Regions from separate parts of the Mus musculus genome. Here region 1 is linked to region 2. Evidence: chromatin contacts called from public promoter capture Hi-C data. All regions are on one chromosome and are shown on one strand. The core of a region is the stretch at or near the end of the contact, and the rest is flanking DNA. Distances in the headings are between cores, read along the strand shown.

What was found. Capture Hi-C pulls out chosen DNA fragments and counts their contacts.
Region 1: a promoter capture Hi-C map of liver shows a contact between it and region 2, with 2.9 times the contacts expected there. A contact is called at or near these places in 4 of 39 promoter capture datasets (embryonic stem cells, liver and pre-B cells), 1 of 484 Hi-C or Micro-C datasets (CD4 T cells) and 1 of 9 other capture datasets (liver).

The regions. Positions count from the first base shown.
Region 1 is chr19:6,380,528-6,386,593 of GRCm38.p6, forward strand. It overlaps Pygm (muscle glycogen phosphorylase), which reads left to right and starts at 3,881. Exons shown (of 20, transcript NM_011224.2): 1 at 3,881-4,194; 2 at 5,158-5,259; 3 at 5,339-5,417; 4 at 5,497-5,600; 5 at 5,847-5,978. The coding sequence starts at 3,952.
Region 2 is chr19:5,730,067-5,736,523 of GRCm38.p6, forward strand. It overlaps Znrd2 (zinc ribbon domain containing 2), which reads right to left and starts at 1,666. Exons shown (of 4, transcript NM_020491.5): 1 at 1,610-1,666; 2 at 1,378-1,529; 3 at 1,175-1,259; 4 at 240-646. The coding sequence starts at 1,628. The coding sequence ends at 303.

The sequences.
Region 1 (6,066 bases), core at 2,631-5,130, 650 kb after region 2:
CTCTAGCATGCACACAGAAAGTCACAGAGGCCCTAAACCATCACAAGCTGGAAGTGAAGAGCAAGCCTGTCTTGTCATGCTAGAAGGCGCTCTGCAGGCTGCTGGGAGAGAAGAGTTGCAGCTGTGCTCTCCTGCAACAGGGACAAATCTCTTGGAAGTAATCAGCCACTGTTTGGAATTGGAGACCTCCACAGGAAGAAATTCACATATGGCACTGTAAGCTTAGTTAAATGCTCATGATTAAGGAGCATTTAGGTCTTGGGAAACAACTGCTGTAATTTAGTGAAATGCTCTGAATGGTCTCATCAAATTGCCTTCTCAATAATTGTGGCTATAGATTAGTGTTAAGGTTAACTTCAACTCGTAGAGATCCGCATGGCCTTGAGTTCTGGGACTAAAGGTGTGTGCCACTGCGCTCTGCAAGTTTACCTTTGTGTATGTGTACATGTATGCTGTGTGCAGCTGCCTCAGAATAACAAGGGAGCACTGGATCCTTGGAGCTGCAGTACAGGAGCTACTGACAAGTTCTGGGACCCAAATTTGGGTCCTCGGGAAGGGCGGCAAGTACTTTACCTGCTTAGGCCATCTCTAACCCCAGAGGCCTTGCTTTGCGTGTCGGGCGGGGGTGGGGGTGGGGGGGAGACAGTGGTAACTGCAGATACACCTTACTGGTCAGAGTGCTGAGGGTGACTCGAATGCTCAGTCATAAATGATATATTCATATTACCCCAAGGCTTAGAGGACATGGTGAAACAGGGCATAGATAGGAGCTGGAGGATGATAGAGTGGGGTATCATGTGGTCTTCAGGGCCATCTTGAGCTCCAGCAGCTGTGATTAACTACATAAGATTGGTCTTGCCAACATCCTGTTTTGGAAGGGGATGAGACTCCCAAGGCCCCAGTCCTCCCTGATGATAAATGGGTAGTTGGTTGCTGAGGGAGGGAAGAGACATTTTCTGCAGTGGTGTAGGCACTGTTAAGATGCCCATGTTCGCCGGGCATGGTGATGCACGCCTTTAATCCCAGCACTCAAGAGGCAGAGGCAGGCGGATTTCTGAGTTCGAGGCCAGCCTGGTCTACAGAGTGAGTTCCAGGACAGCCCCAGGACTACACAGAGAAACCCTGTCTCGAAAAACCAAAAAAAAAAAAAAAAAAATGCCCATGCTCAGGGCTGGAGAGATGGCTCAGTGGTTACACCGACTGCTCTTCCAGAGGTCTTGAGTTCAATTCCCAGCAACCACATGGTGGCTCACAACCATCTGTAATGAGATCTGATGCCCTCTTCTCGTGTGAAGAGAGCTACAGTATATTCTTATACATAAGATAAATCTTTAAAAAAAAAAAAAAGTCCATGCCCCAGTAAAGACCTCTCATCCATGCTTCTATAAGCCAGCAGCCCTAGTGCCCTAGTGGTTTTCACTGGGACACACACACACACACACACACACACACACACACACGACAGAAGCAGACTGGCTAGTTGAGAATCAGAAGTGAGATCCATTAAGAGAGTGGAATGGGGAGTGAATATGATCAAAATACATACATATATATGCATGATGTAATGAAAGCCATTGTTGTACATAATGCTAATAAACATCTGAAAAAATGAGAATTATGAAAGACTAAAACGTGGCTGGCAAGATGCTTCACTGGGTAAAAGCACAAGCCTGATGACTCCCTGACTTTGGTCCCTGGAACCCAAGGTAGAAGGAAAGAGTCAACTTGCCAAAATTGTCCTTTGACCCCTGTCTGTGTACCCCACACTCACACAATAATAAATACAACTTAAACTAAAGATGGAAGTAGAGTGGGGGAACGTAGCTCTATGTAGAGTACTTGCCTAACACGCACAAGGTCCTAGGCACTGGAAAATGTAGAGAAAAATGTCCATGCTATATTCCCACTCCATCTGTGTAAGCATCTGTGTTTGCTTCCTGGCTGCTATATTTGATAACCTGGCTCCAGGAAGTGAGCAGGGCATTGTGCCCACGGTAGGGGCAGTCAGAGCTTAGCCTGAAAAGACCTGAGTGGCTTGCAGGTTAGGCCACACAGTTTGAGCTGCCTGGGGACTCTAGAACCCCACCTGCTAAAGGGCAGAAAGTTCTCAGAAACTGCTTGGCTATCCCAGAGCCCGGTTCAGTAGCATCCTGTAGTTATCCAACTTCTTGGCCTTCAGAGTAGAACACCCAGTCCTTCCCCTCAGTCAGCCTGCTACTCTGGAGGCACAGCCAGCTTGTGAATTAGCCTGAGAGCCTAAGCTCTGTTCCCTCAAAGAAGCAGGAGCTAATGTCTGTCTTCCCTCCACTCCACAATTAGGAGGCAACAGCTCATGAGGCAGAAATTTTATTCAAGAATACTCAAGAATACAAACAATCAGCCTGTGGACACACAGCAAGATAGTGCTGGGGTCAGTACATGGGCTGCAATGGAGACAGCCTAAGACTAGAAGGGAGAGCCTAGTACCGGTGGGTGAGTGGAGAAAAGTGACAGACAAGGCTCCTTGAAGTCACAGAGCTAACACAAAATACCTGCCCACTGTAGAGCCTGCGTGAGAACAGGAGAGAGAGCCTCTAGTCGCCTCCCGCTATTATCCAGGAGTTGGTTAGTTGGTTGGGTTTTGTGATGGTAGAAATTGAGTGCATTGTCTCAGCCCTCTATTATGGCGCACACCTTTAATCCAGTACCTGAGAGGCAGAGGCAGGTAGATCTCTGAGTTGGCAGCCAATCTGGTCTACAGAGCAAGTTTCAGGACAGCCAAGGCAACACAGAGAAACTCTGTCTTGAAACACCATACATAAACAAAATGAAAACTAAAAATAGAAGACTTGAACTTATGGTCCTACTGTATCAGCTTCCTAAGTAGCATTCCGGGCTGGTGACACCCCCATTTATCCCATGTCATGAACTCCTGGGGATTGTTGTCTTTCACACACACACACACAGAGGCACACACACACAGAGGCACACACGCACACACACAAACACACACACACACACCCCGCAGACCACAGGACTATAGTTCCCAGTAGCCCCTGCTTCAGGCTGCAGCCTCAGCCAAAGCTGTCCTGTAACCCGACCAACCATCCCCTCTGGAAAAGGTCACTTCAGAGCTCCTTGAAGGACAGCTGACAGGGGGAAGCTCAGAAGCACCAGGCGTTGGTGGGGGTGGGGTGAAAGCAGTGGCTCTCCCCCCACCCCAGACATCTCTCCTTCCCCACAGTGCTCCCTGCAACCCAGGGGCTTGGTCTCCCTCCACGGCTGCCAGCCTCTTCTGTATTAGCAGTGCCTCTGTTTAGGACACAGACTCAGCTTATGGCTCTGCTGTCCATGCTCACAACCTCCAAGTCTCAGTGCAGCCATGTCCCAGTGAGAAGTGGCTGTGACCAGCTTAATAGCCACTTCGTCATGCCCCACTGGTGGTACTCTAAGCAGATGTCACACACAAACCCTGCTGCTCGGAGGAAAGGAGAAAGTGTCCTGTATTTGTGACAGCCCTTTGGCCTCTCTAAAGAGGATCTCCAATCCAGTCCCACCTTTTATCTGTAGCTCAAGAAAGGTCCCAGATTGGATAATGTCTTAGACAAAGTCTCAACCAGAATGCGTTAGGCAAGCCTCAGGCCTTCCAAATTGGTCCCCCTGTTCCAGTCTTTCAAAAGCCAAGGGCCAGTGGATAAGACCAGAAGGCTTAGGAAACCTGGAAGAAGTGGGTCAGCTGTGAACACACCCCTCTCTGGGCTGTGGAGAGCTTGTTCCTCCCTCCTCTCCTCTCTGCTTCCCCCCAAAATAGCTCCCTGAGCTTCACGGCCAAGACCCTCCCACGTCCGGGGAGGCGTGGCATGCTGCCCTGAGCCAGGCTTTAAATCCCCTCACAGCTGGGCAGCTCCACTCCCTGGTTGGAGGCAGCTAGGAGGCCATCATCTGTCCAGTTCGGCCCACCCTCTCACAGCCATGTCCAGGCCTCTTTCAGACCAGGATAAGAGAAAGCAAATCAGCGTTCGTGGCTTAGCCGGAGTGGAAAATGTGTCGGAGCTAAAAAAGAACTTCAACCGCCACCTGCATTTCACCTTGGTCAAGGATCGCAATGTGGCTACTCCGAGAGATTACTATTTTGCACTGGCCCACACTGTCCGGGACCACCTCGTGGGACGCTGGATCCGCACACAGCAGCATTACTACGAAAAGGACCCCAAGGTGCTACAGGAGGGGACACCCTGGGTGGGAATTAGCAGGGAGTTGGGCCTGGCAGAGAGTTGAGACATCTCAGGCATGTGGCAGCTCCTTTCTGAGGCCCAAGTTTTCTACAGAAAAATCATTTGCTGTTTTAGGAGTTTGGGATTGCAGGATCTAAGGGTGCTAGACAGAACACTGAGGAGGGAGACCCAAGGGTGCTCGGGGTAGGCTACACGTGCTAGATAGGGTTGGAGGGGCTGCTGGTAGGCAGGAAATGTATACCCCTGTGGCCTGATTTGGACCTGGCATGGAAGGACATGTCATCAGATGTGTGCACGGTACAGTCTGCTTGTGCCACAGGCAGGGCAAAGCTGGGGCAGCTGGCGTCGTGGGTATCAAGTATCTGGCAGGGTCACTGGTAAATGTCAGGAACTTAACCCCACAACCAGGATCGGGGAGGGCCAGGGAGGGCCCCAGGAAATGGGAAGGCCGTGCCTTCAGCATCTTCATGCTTCTGCTCGTGTCCGGACTGAGGCTTAGGGACGAGGGGGAGCAGCATTGCATGGACAGAAGGCAGTTCCAGCCCTGAGTCACTGTGCGACCTTGAAAATGACTTTTTCCTCCGGGCCTTGGCAAGGTCTTCTCGGGGAACACTCAAAGCTGCTTCTCAATACCTCAAAAGGGGTCCCCACTTCTCACAAGCACCTTAACCCCTGAGATAGGCCTGGCTAGCCTTACTCTCTAGAAGAGAAACCAAGCCAGATGGAAAGGCATTTCAAAGGAACACAGGGACCAACACCTCTGTTGGGCCCCAAAGTCTGAAATAGCCACTCTGAGCAGGCAGACAAGAACTGCTGACAGAGACGAGACATTCTGGGGCCTGGCGGTAGGGCAGGAGGGTGAGAGGTGCAGGCCCAGCTGTTCCTGCCTGAATGTCAGTGGGGTGGCCCTGACCCCTCTTCCCCGTTGCCTGTCTCTGGGCAGAGGATCTACTACCTGTCTTTGGAGTTCTACATGGGCCGGACACTGCAGAACACCATGGTGAACCTGGCCTTGGAGAACGCCTGTGATGAGGCCACTTACCAGGTGGGGGAAGCACTTAAGGTTGGGTGGGGGGTGTCTTATGCTGGCACTTGGGCCTGACGGCTGCCTCCCCTTCCCTTAGCTGGGCTTGGACATGGAGGAGTTGGAGGAGATCGAGGAGGATGCAGGGTTGGGCAATGGGGGCCTGGGACGCCTGGCAGGTGAGTCCATAGCTTGTGGGGGTGGGGCAGGGGAGTTTCTCACGCTGGATCCCTGATACTCACTCCTCTCTACGCCTAGCTTGCTTTTTGGACTCCATGGCCACCCTGGGGCTCGCTGCCTATGGCTATGGGATCCGCTATGAGTTTGGGATTTTTAATCAGAAGATCTGTGGGGGCTGGCAGGTAAGCCACCCAGACCCCAACCTTGTGGTGCTTAGTCACAATAGAGAGGTTCTCCATTCAGTCATATATCTCTGGATGGGTCCAGAAGCCACCCCAGCTCCCCAGATGAACATCCTTTCCTTCTGCTTCAAAGCCTGGGGACCCCTGTGGTCCCGTGAACACACTGTGTCCTGCTGGGTGGCCCACTACTCACAGTACGTGAGTACCTGGAGCTCCTGTCACCTACGTCCTCCCCCACTCCTCTAGATGGAAGAAGCTGATGACTGGCTTCGCTATGGCAACCCCTGGGAGAAGGCCCGCCCAGAGTTCACGCTGCCTGTGCACTTCTATGGCCGAGTGGAGCACACCAGCCAGGGTGCCAAGTGGGTGGACACACAGGTAAGGATGAACATGGCCACAGGTTCTTGGTGGGGGAGAGGGTGGACTCGGTGAGAGGCAGGAAGGAAGAGGAGCTGCCTGAGAAAAT
Region 2 (6,457 bases), core at 416-2,915:
GAGGAAAGGGGGTACTGGGTCAGAGACAATGATTAGTGGCCCAGCCTTTGGGAAGACTGAGGTCAGTCCTTGGAATAAGGTGTCACTTATCCCTCTGCCATTTACTTCTTGTCCTGAATGCAGAACTTCACCATTCAGGTAGAAAAGACCATGGAAAGGTGAGATGCCAAAAGCAAGGAAAACCATCGAGGAGAACTGGGGCTCACATGCACACTCAGAACCAAGAAAGAACAAACCACGCGGAGGAAAAACTGTTTTTCTGGAGGGTTTTTCTCAGGGGAACAGGGATCAGGATAGAGGTCTCAGTGATCCAGCTGTTTCAGGCTGCCTAGGGCCTCGGCGCAAGCCCGGATAAGCCCACAGAGCTGGATACTAGTCTCCAAGGAGGTGCTAGAGCCCAGCTCGACTGACGCCCAGGTTAGCTTCTGCAGGAGGGCCGTCTGTGTGGAAGCCACCGCGTCCGTATTTGGAGGTGCAGCCGGAAGAGGAGGCGCCTGGGCTGCCTTGAGCCCGGCTGCTGCGCCTTCACAGTGCTCTGGACGGGGTACTGGTGGCTGGGATGGGGGCCGAGAGCTCGAGGCAGGCTCTGTAGATGAGGCCAGCTGGTGTTCCCGAGCTTGAGAGAGCGCCGCCTGTGCATTCAGTGCTAGAACAAGAAAAGTGGTGGAAGAGTGAGGGTGCCCCGTCCGCCTCTCCCGAGTCATGTGCTCTTTACTGATGTCCCTGAGCTGCTGGTGTTTTCTGCCTAAGCCAATCCCATCTCATCTCTACTCTTCTTTCTCCTTACACATGCTTGCCAAACACTGCCCCACTGATTTACACTTGAGGTCCAGTTGCTTGACAGATGGCCTGGCCTCATCTATGCATCAAGTCTATTCCTGTAAACTGGGATGCCCGCCCTTCAGTGGTAAAATGCCTGTCCAACATGCACAAGCACCCAGGGTTGCACGTGCACTCTACAACGTAGGATGACTATTTTGCTAGGACTCTCCCCACGGTGTCAGAAACAAAAGGCTGATGGTCTTTCTTGAATGAAACACCTCTCTAGGGCGGAAACGAGAAGGCACCTTAATGCCACAGCACGCAGGAGTTTCCACTGTCACCTCCCAGGCTCACAGTTCCTCTGTAGCTATCGCCACTCTCTTCTCCCCACAGTGCACACTCGGACCCTCACCCGGGTTATCTTTATCCACGTCTGAGTCGAGCTCCTGACAAGCCACACAGTAGATTTTCCGCTGTTTATCTTGCAGGAGGATCGTCTGGGGACCAGAAAGTACATGGACATAGGTGAGCCGGAGAGACAGGGTTCACAGAAGAGGGAGCTGAGGAAAGGTCGTGCGGCCCGGTCCGCGGCCTCGGCCTCATCACTCGCCTCACCCCGCAGTCGGCGCACGTGTCGCCCAGCATGCGGTAACCACGGAGCAGGTAGTCCCCCATCAGACGGGAGATGCGATCCTGCCGCTCCCGTCGCGCCTGCAGCACCTTCGTCTCAGCTTCAGTCGGAGGCTCCCAGGTGAAATCGTCGACATCTAGAGAAAACAGGCACAGGAGATAGAGAGAGCTGCCTCCCGCACCCCACGGCCACTGCCCAAACATCCCAAGCGCATACCTGCACCGTTCAAGGCCATGTTGCCGTGGTCACTGCTGGGCTCACCGGAAGTGATCCAAATAAGATGCGCCCCCACTACGGCCCCGCCTCCCACATGTGGTAGCTGAGGGCGGAAGTGACGCTTACACGGTCTTCCTGGCGCTTTAGTCAAAGGGGGGGCGTGTCTGCTGCACATTTGACCCTGACCTACGGGCTCGGCTGGTGGCCAGAGCTATGGTTGGGTACCACCGTCTCCCTGGTAACGCTTCAGTACTCGGGTGTGGCTTTTCAGAGTCTCCATTTCTACTTGCCTCAGATAAAGTGGCCCTTAGGTCTGTGAAATACCCGATTCCCTCAGGGTTGTCTTTCCACACAGGGGAAGCAGGAGATGGGCAGGACCATGACATCTGCCCAACAGTCACTGCAATAAAAAGTTCTCTAAATCTTTCAAACTAGGCTAGCTACACTGAGGTCGTTTTCTGCCTATTTCAACACTCCTCCCTGTTTGCGTGTTGGGTGTCCTCTGTCCACCTTCTACCAATGCCTAGAACTGATGTAAGCCTGCTGTCTTAGTTAGGACTAGTATAGCTGGGATTAACACCATGACCAAAAATAACTTGGGGAGGAAAAGGTTTGTTTCGCCGGGCATGGTGGCTCATGCCTTTAATCCCAGCACTTGGGAGGCAGAAGCAGGCGAATTTCTGAGTTCGAGGCCAGCCTGGTCTACAGAGCGAGTTCCAGGACAGCCAGGGCTACACAGAGAAACCCTGTCTCGAAAAGCCAAAAAAAAAGAAAAGAAAAGAAAAGAAAAGGTTTGTTTCACTCATGGTTCCATATAACATGTTCATCAAAAGCAGGAACTCAAGCAGGGCAGGAAGCTGGAGGCCATGGAGGAGTGCTGCTTACTGGCTTGCTCCTCATGGCTTGCTCAGCCTGCTTTGTTACAGAACCCAAGAGCAGCAGCCCAAGGATGACCCCACCTACAATGGGCTTGACCCTCCCCCACTGATCACTGGTTAGAAAGTGCTCTACAGGAGAGCCCACCAGATCTTACGGAGGCATTCTCTCCTCTCAGAGGACTGTAGGGCCTGCTGGTGAAAATGGCTTATACTCGAGTGGGTTACAAATCAAGGACCAGTGCTCCTCATAATCCTGGGTTCTTTGCAAGAGCACCAAGTAATTAAAAGACCAAGGGCTGGAGAGATGGCTCATCGGTTAAGAGCCCTGGCTGCTCTTCCAGAGCTCCTGAGTTTAATTCCCAGCAACCACATGGTGGCTCACAACCATCTGTAAAAGGGCTAAGACACCCTTTTCTGGGGTGTCTGGAAATAGCTACCATATACTCACATGCATAAAATAAATAAGAGGAGGAGGAGGAGGAAGAAGGGGGTAGAAAGATGGCTCAGTTCTTTTTTAAAAATATTTATTTATTTATTATATGTAAGTACACTGTAGCTGTCTTCAGACACTCCAGAAGAGGGAATCAGATCTCATTACGTGTGGTTGTGAGCCACCATGTGGTTGCTGGGACTTGAACTCAGGACCTTAGGAAGAGCAGTCTGCGCTCTTTTTTTTTTTTTTTAAATTTATTTATTATATGTAAGTACACTGTACTTGTCTTCAGACATTCCAGAAGAGGACGTCAGATCTTGTTACAGATGGTTGTGAGCCAACATGTGGTTGCTGGGATTTGAACTCCGGACCTTTGGAAGAGCAGTCAGGTGCTCTTACCCGCTGAGCCATCTCACCAGCCCACGTCTTTTTTTTTTTTTTAAGATTTATTTATTTATTATATGTAAGTACACTGTAGCTGTCCTCAGATACTCCAGAAGAGGGCATCAGATTTCGTTAAGGATGGTTGTGAGCCAGCATGTGGTTGCTGGGATTTGAACTCGGGACCTTCGAAAGAGCAAACGGCACTTTTAGCCACTGAGCCATCTCGCCAGCCCCCAATGGCTCAGTTCTTAACAGCACTAATGGCTCTTGAGGACATGGGTTCGGTGCCCACATTCCACATGATGCCTCACACGATGCAGAACTGCAGTTCCAGGGATCACACACCCTCTTCTGACCTCTAAGGGCGTCAGACATGCACATAGTGCACAGGCTTGCATGCAGCAAAACATACACAAACATAAAAATAAACATAGCTAGACATAGTGGCACGTGTCTTTAATCCCATTACTCAGGAGGCAGAGGTAGGTGGGTATCTGTGAGAACAAAGAAAAATGGCACAGTATAGTATCTGAGTCATACACTTTCGCAGTGTGAAGCAGAGAATGTCAGTAGCAGAGCCCTTCCAACAACTTTCGGCTATAGACAACAGTGTTTTACATTACCCAGGAGTTGTGTATCAGTTAAGTAGATGCTCATTCTCTAAGGAGGCTGTGCGGGGGCTTCTGATCTTAATTCACTGTTATTGGCTCTTCTGGGATTGTCTCCATGTCTGCCTGATCTGTCACTGTGGCAAACAGAAAACATTATCAGTCATCACACTGTAAACACAAAATATACTAAGCCTCTGGTGCCCGGGCCACCACCAGTCCAGCTTGTGACATTTCCCAGAAGTTGAAGTTGTGAGGAGGGAGCCACAGGATACCTTGCATTGCCCCTGTCACTCCAGAGATATTAAAGGCACAGTAAGTGCCTCAGGTCCCATTGGCAGACTATGGTACTAACTCGCAGTACTGCCGTGGAGCGGTTTTATTTCGGTACAGCTTGCCAGCGCTAACGATACCACTGTAGATCTTGAGATGAATCTGTGTCGTTGAACATGCCCTTTACAACTAACAGTGGCAGGCCTTTTACCCCCAGATCCTCTCAACAATAGCTGATAACAACAGCCTGCTAGTGCTGTATGGTACTGTATTGCTGAGAGCTGAAATGACTTCCTCAAACCAACTCAAAAAGATTTCTGCGGGCTGGAGAGGTGACTCCGTGGTTAAGAGTACTGGCTGCTCTTCCAGAGGTCCTGAGTTCAAGGACTTCTGGTCCTTGGTTTCAGCTACCACATGGCTGCTCATAATCTTTTATAATGGTATCTGATGCCCTCTTCTGACATGCACTCTATCTGCACATAGGACACTCCTACAAAAACAGTGAAGCAACCTCACCTCTGCGTTTAACTGTGCCAAGGGAAGGACTCCTCTCGGCCATATCCTTTGTAATGATCAACTGAGAAATGTGTAGATTGAGCTGGAGCAATTTGGAAAATTCCAGGCTTCACACACACCATTCCAGGACATGGCACTGCACACTCACAATGGTCTCTGGCCAGCCTCAGGTGGAATCAAATGAGCACCTAGGAGATCTGAGCTCAGTGCTGAACCAGATCATCAGGGCTCCCTTGTCGGACCGACATGGGCTCTGGGTCATGGGTAGAACGGCTGTGCTGAGTTTTTGAGTCCTTTTTGACTCCTCTCTTTTTGAGTCCCTCAGCTGCGAGGAATCGAATACAAATGCCTTCATCTTCTCCTACCTGACTCTTCCAGTTGAATTGTCTGGGGTGGGGGTGCTTGGGTTAAATGTGGAATTCATGAGCCAGAGGAAGTTGGATTAAAGCTCTGGGCTAGCCTGGGCTACGTAGTAAGATGCTTTTTCGGGGGGGGGGGAGACTCATGGGTTTTGTGAGAGCGCAAAGAAGGTAACACCCGTGTCACCATGTCATATGAGTGGTGAGTAAGGACATCAGTGGGCTCTTTTCCCTAGCCCCTTGGATCCTTCCTTACCAACTGCTCCTAAAATTGCCAGAAATTCAATAGATGTAACCAGTTTCTGGGTCTGTTCTTCATCTCTAGATAGTTTATTGACTGCTGTTCTAAGACGCAGGGAGGTGAGCAACAGCAGTTTTCCACAGAAGAGTCATCGGGTCAGCTCCAAGTCACTGTCCAAGGAAGTGATGCTGCTCTGGGTCTGAGTTCTCACCAGCAGACGTTTCCCGAGTGTGAGGTGTGAGAGGAGTGTGGTGGCAGACACTCCAGTGCCTCATGTGTGGAGAGGGTCAGGATGGGGCTCAGCTGCAGAGCACTCGCCCAGGTTGCTGAGGCTCTGGGTCCAATCCACAGGAAGGATGGGAATGTGAAGTCCATCAAACCCTGTCCGCTCAGCGCTCAGCATCCTAGGAGCCACAGGAAGTGTCACAGCTGAGCTAGCCACCATGGCATGTGTCTGCAATCAGAGCACTCGGGAAGCCAAGGCAGGAGGAATGATTTGAGTTCAAAGCCAGTCCGATACATTGTGAAACTCTAGCTCAGAATATAAAAAACTGGCTGGGAATGTGACTCAGTGGTAGCCTGCTTCCCTACTACATCCCAGAGCCTGGGTTAGACCCAGGCATTACCAAAGCCCAACACCAACAGAGTGGCAGAGACATTCAGGGCACTGTCTTTGGAGAGAGACCTTCAGGGCACAGTTGTCTCCCCACAGTTCTCTGTGGCATCATCCATTCTCTTTAGACTTGATGAGCAGCCAAGAGTGATGGCACATGCCTTTAATCTGGCACTCAGAAAGCAGAGGCAGGGGGACTAGCCTGGTCTACATACTGAGTTCCTGGAGAGTCAGGACTACATAGTGAGACTTTGTCTCAAAAAAAGAAAAAACAAAAAAACAAACAAACAAACAAACAAAACCCTGATGATCAGTCCCCTTCTCTGTCACTCACATACCATCCCAGAACTGAGTCTTTCCTGAGAGTCTAGAAGCTTGGCAGAGACAGAGCCCATCCTCTTGAATGGTCCAAGTGCCACCCAGCTCATTGTAGCTCCTAGACCCAGATAAAAATAAAAGAAACTAACGCACACCCAGCTCTGACTAGCAGAGGGTTTTGTAAATATAAGCTTGTTGATCCCTGTTGAAAACTAAGGAAGCACT